2 separate regions of the Mus musculus genome follow, and region 2 is linked to region 1. Evidence: chromatin contacts called from public HiChIP or PLAC-seq data. All regions are on one chromosome and are shown on one strand. The core of a region is the stretch at or near the end of the contact, and the rest is flanking DNA. Distances in the headings are between cores, read along the strand shown.

Region 1 (2,700 bases), core at 108-2,607:
TTTGGTCATGGTGTTTCGTTGCAGCAAGAGAAACCCTAACTAAGACATGCATTGACCTGGCTAAGCCAGGTGCTCAGATATTTAGAAAAACACTATTGTGAATATTAGGGGATGTAATTTACATTTAAGTTGGTAGACTTTGGGTAAAGCAGATTGTCTTCCAAGTTGGAAGCCTGGATATTACAAAAGCTAAGATTCTCTTAACACAAGGAGGATTCTTTAGCTTATGGTTTTCACAGTTAATTTACAGCACAGACTCTTCCTGGCCCCCACAACACTCTGCCTTTGAACTTGAACTTTGATCTGATCTTCTGAGTCAACAGCCACTAACCTCTCACTAGATTTTGAACTCACCAGCATTCCGAAGTCATTTCTTTTACACACACACACACACACACACACACACACACACACACACACACACAACTTCTATTTCTCCGAAGGATCGTGACTAATGCTATTTCTAAGTCAAATCGTGCTGTCTTCTTTCCCTAACTACTAGCCCTGTGCCCACTGACTTTGACATAAGGGTAAAAGAGGAAACTTCTGCTTTTCTCAAATTCCATGATACTATTGCTCCAGGTGACTTTCTTTCCCAAAGCCAGCTAAATGAAGACTGAAAATGGAAGGTGGGGGGGGGGGGGCAGGGGAGTTAATGGAGAGAAGATTCACCAATAAAGAGCGTGTCCTCTCAGAGAGGACCCTAGTTCAGTTCCTTGCGCCCATGTAGCAGGCTCAGAACAGTCTTATATTGGCGCTGATTAAGCCTGACAAGGTCGACCCCACCCCCAACCCCCATATCATTTTATCTCCTTTTCATACAATATTAGCACATTCCTACTTGGTGAACAGGAAGACTGATCTACACATTAACTTATGTACATCCTGGAACATCCAGAACATACAGAACATCCAATGTCAAGTATGCCTATGCTCTTTATTTAGTATTCTCCAAAGTATCTACATGACTAGATATGACAGCAATGTCAGTTTTCCCAGGGACACCTCCTATGCAAGGCTCTCCTCCACCAATTACCACGCCCTGAAAGTTAAAACAATTTAAAAGAAAATGCTCCCTATCCTGGTATCATTCAGAAATTAAGTCCAGAAAGTCTCCAAAGCGCTGGACTTGTGAGGAACCACTTCGCCTCGCTCCGCCTCTCGCCACGTCCACGCCCTCAACTGGCGGAGGGGCGGAGCCCTCCAAGCCAATCCCCTTTCTTCCGGGCCCTCCTTCCGCGCGTCTTTCAAAGACTTCCTCTGAACCAATGAGTAGTCAGAGGCTGAGCAAGGCCCCGGAGTAAGAAACAGAGCGAGGATATGATTGGTTTCTGGAACGCCCCGCGCCACCTCCTACGTGGGCGGACCAATGGACTGACGGGGGCGGGCTCTTCGCGGGCGGTGTCCTAAAGGCTGCGAGGGCGGCGGCACTGGTTACGGCGAGTGGCGACCCGCGATGAAGCCGGTGAGTGGGGCTGTCCGGGACCCGAAGGATCCTCGCCACGGGGCCAGACGCTGGACCGCCTCGGCTGCGTTGCTGGGCGGCCAGCGGTGCGATTCGCACAGTAACCGCCCTGCGCGTCGGGGAGGCTGAGTGGCAGATCTGTGGCACTGCGGTTCGCTGCCCACCTGAGGGGCCTCACGACGACCCTGCCAGAGAGGGCCAAGCCATTCAGCTTGACAGCTCAGATGCAGAGGCTGTCACGGCCGGGGTTGTGGGTGGCTTGATGCCTCAGATGCAGAGGCTGTAACGACCCCGTTTGTGAGTGACATCACGATAGCCACCCTCCCTCAGAAAGCTCAGGGCACTGCGTCTTGTTTCCTGCAGGTCAGAATCCCTGGGCCTGAGGAAGGCAGGGACGTCTAAGCCTGTTAGCATTTATCCACAGCAGGCTGAGAGGGGTGGAGTGAAAAGTCACACAAGCTTAAAATCTGGTTTTATAGGAGAAAGAAAAGGGGTCTTAGCCATGACTTGGAAGCCCCACCTGACATATCGTTTCTACCTCATAGCTGACACTCCACTTAAAGGCTTCATTTGGGTTCCGTTGTGTTTTATACCAAAGAGCAATCCAAAGAAACCGCAATCTATAATTTCAGCCAGTTATCACCTGTTCCTCCAGCAAGACCTTTCTAGAAGAGCTTGAAAGCCAAGCAGTCAGGTGGTTACTCTTGCAAGTCTTGTGTCCACTGTGTCAGCTGCCTACCGACTGCATTGTTGCCAGAGGAAGAGTGAGCTATCTGACCTCTGGTATAGAGGAACTGAACACACGTAGAGCTCGCTATTTCCTCCTCTCTTGAGATCTACCTCCTCTGGCAAGCACAAGTGAGTCCTCTGTAGTCCACTGCTGCCTGGGAAGGGGTAGATCTGGATGGATGTGGGAATCACACAGCCGCAGTCTACTTTCTCCTTTTGACATTCTTTAAAACTAATATTTTTGTATACACGTGTTGTTCAAATGTCTGATCTCAGATGGTTCCAATTAGGGAGTGGAAAGGGTTTTTTGTTTGTTTGTTTGTTTGTTTTTGTTTTTGTTTTAGAAAGGGGATGAGCAGTGTCCACTGGCTTTGTCTCTTCTGGGTCATCTCTACTGAATACACAATCCTCCACCCTTCCACCCATATTGTGTTTTCTTTTGAGCCAGCCTGGCCATGTATACCACTGCTCTAGAACTTGTGCCTCAGTCTCCCCAATGCTGACAT
Region 2 (2,700 bases), core at 190-2,689, 330 kb after region 1:
AATCCCAAATTAATTGCTTCTTATTAATGTTATTTTTATCAAAGTCTTTTCATGCGTTTCAAGGAAAGGACATCAGTTAGACTCAGAAAAGCAGAGAAGGTGAGGCAGACAAGCTCGGGGGTAGGAGGCAGGATGGAGGAGGGGCCAAGAGTGGGACTTTAATTTGGCATTTGTTCTTTCTTGGGAAACATAATTATTTCCTTAAGCTGAGTGGTCCTAACTGACCTCAGAGTTCAATCCCACTGTCAGCGGCAGCAACTCTAGAAAAACCTGGCTTTGTAAAAATAACCTTTTGAGGACACCACAGCTAGACTCCACCATCAGGAAGAAGAAGGCCTCTCAAAATTCTGCCTCCGCTATACTGTAACCACCACCACCACCACCACCACCACCACCACCACCTCCCAGACCCCGGAATACTCTGGGCTTTACTCCTTCTCCCAAACAGCTGAGTCCTAACTCTTGGGAATGTCAGGGTTCTCCTTTTCTTCACCGACTGCCCTAACAGAGCCTTCTGGCCTTGATGTGGCTAGAAAATACAGTCTTGATCCAGGTCTGATTTTCTTGAGTAGTCCCAGCACTTGGGTGGTTGAGGCGGGAAGGCAGTTTGAGGCTAGCTTGTGTTACATAGTTAGACCCTGTCTCAAAAAAAAATTTTTTTACAAGCTACAGTGTTGCTTTCGTGGAAGAACAGATCATTTTAAGGCAACACTCATCCACTACTGTTTTGCATATAGAAATAGCCTTCTAAAAATCCAGCCAAAGAGGGAAGTGAGAAAAATCTATTCACACCAAGTAAGGGGTGGGGGGAGTCTTAGCAGATACTGATCATCTATCTGCCAGGTGGCCCAAATTCTGACTTCAGAAGCCAGAGGACCTGTTCTTAACAGCTGAAAGCGGAAATCCCCCCCCATTCCCCCCCCACACTTGCTGCCACTTTTACAAGTTACCTCCCTGGGGTCTCTGATTGCATGGAATGGCCTCACGCTAATTTTCAGTTTTCAATGAGGAAAGGGAAGATAAGATAAACAGAGAGACCAAGAACCCAAGAGAAGAACCTCTTCTTCTGAATGGGTTCTACAACACCCTTCTTGGCCTCAAAAGCCTGGAACCTTCTCTCCCTAAGACATTTAGGAACTCGGGAACTTTTGCATTGCCACCTCAGACGCCACCTCCCCTCCCCCCGCCCCGCACTCACACACAACCATCTCTGGCGCAGGAAGTACCTGCTGTGAATGGCCCCCTGGACCTCCACTGGCTAAGCTAAATCAGCTCATCTGCAGGGTCTTCTGGTAAGCTTGGCGAAAACTCCCCAGTTTAGCAACCAAGCGACTCTGCTCCATCTAGTGGCCGTTGCCCGCCACGCAGACCTCCTTCACCCTCCTGAATAACTAAAGCTGCCTGACTCCCTTGGAAAGAATGTGTCCGGTTCCAGAAGCCCGGGGCTGGTGGAGGCTTCTCCGCTGAGCTCATCCGACCCCGCTGGGAGCAGCCTCCTGCGTGGACCCGAAAAGCGGAGCCTTGCCAGCCCTGGTGAGGGCCGCCCTGCAGGAAAGACCTGGGGAACGAAGAGACTGGACTATCCTAGGTGTGTATGGAGTCATCCACACACCGCAGTGACCTCCCAGTTGGAGAAATATCAAACAGCATTTACTCTGCAAAATTCTGACTCCGTGCCTCGGGCCTGGGACATAAGGGGCTGAAGAAGACACATACAGTCCTTTCTAACAGAGCTTATATTTCAATCGGGTCCTCCATCTAAGACTGCTTACAGACAACCTGATCAGCAATGAACCACGCCATCATGGAAGGCGCACCAGAACGGAATCAGATCCAGATACTGACCCTACTATTTTGCTTTGTGGCTTCTTGAAAGGCACCATGGCCTCATGCACAGACCCACAGGTTGGACTAGACAAGAATAGAAGGCAGGGGACTCTTTGAGCTCCCCTTTTGGGTTCATATTTGAGTGCTGCCCCCTGCTGGTTGTGTGTCGATAGCAAAATCCTCAAGCTTTCTGAGTTTTTCTAGCAGTGAAGATTAGGAAGCCTACTTCATAGGGCTGTCTTGTGGGTTAAGAGTAGTGTGCATGCGCCAACATTTAGCATGTGCTGTTGCTTTTAGATACTAGGTACAGTTTGATTCATAGCCTATTATTGGCACCCCCAAACCTCTTGTCAGTCCCCAAGAGACCCCACTGGCAGCCTGGGCTATGTAGGGCTGGAGCCAGAACCTCTGGATCTCTTCTCTTTGCTCTCACAGTCGTGGCTTTGGGCAGTCCAACTCCCTCCCAACAGCCAGCTCTGTGGGCAGCGGCATGGGCAGACGGAACCCACGACAGTACCAGATCGCATCTCGGAATGTCCCTTCCGCCCGCCTTGGTCTCCTGGGCACCAGTGGATTTGTCAGCTCCAACCAGCGCCACACCGCTGCCAACCCCACCATCATGAAACAAGGAAGACAGGTTTGTTCTGCTCTGGGGAGCAGGGAGGTTGACCAAGCTCAGGGACTGAGGCTTTAAGATGTCTCCAACCCAGACAGTCTCCTGCATGGAAAGATAAGACCCCAGGGGAATCTAAACCAGGAGATAGCTGAGCCTATGCTTGTCAGGTAATCACTGTTTGCGTTGTTTCCCTGGAGACGGAAAAACTCATGTCTGCTGCTTGGGAAAGCTAGTGCTACATTTATCTCTGGGACCCT

What was found. HiChIP or PLAC-seq counts read pairs in DNA pulled down with a chosen protein or histone mark.
Region 2: a contact with region 1 is called in an H3K27ac HiChIP or PLAC-seq map of extraembryonic endoderm stem cells, with 4 times the contacts expected there. The contact joins the enhancer-like site here to the promoter of Cdkn3 in region 1. A contact is called at or near these places in 6 of 39 promoter capture datasets (the C10 cell line, HPC-7-derived erythroid cells, embryonic stem cells and 2 more), 1 of 15 datasets of contacts at CTCF or cohesin (pro-B cells), 4 of 484 Hi-C or Micro-C datasets (B cells, the HPC-7 cell line, cranial neural crest and 1 more), 4 of 115 datasets of contacts at active chromatin or transcription factors (astrocytes, extraembryonic endoderm stem cells, large pre-B cells and 1 more) and 2 of 9 other capture datasets (embryonic stem cells and pancreatic islet).

What each region holds. Positions count from the first base shown.
Region 1 is chr14:46,759,184-46,761,883 of GRCm38.p6, forward strand. Cdkn3 (cyclin-dependent kinase inhibitor 3) reads left to right here and starts at 1,358. Exons shown (of 8, transcript NM_001360041.1): 1 at 1,358-1,465. The coding sequence starts at 1,457.
Region 2 is chr14:47,085,497-47,088,196 of GRCm38.p6, forward strand. It overlaps Samd4 (sterile alpha motif domain containing 4), which reads left to right. Exons shown (of 13, transcript NM_001037221.2): 10 at 2,263-2,464. Among named protein-coding and RNA genes, the nearest start is that of Gm10371, 29 kb to the right of the region's middle. Within about 2 kb of position 1,440, at least 146 of the 459 cell types and tissues checked have an H3K27ac peak or open chromatin away from gene starts, as enhancers often do. A contact at or near this core is called in B cells, the HPC-7 cell line, astrocytes and 3 more, where this site is marked.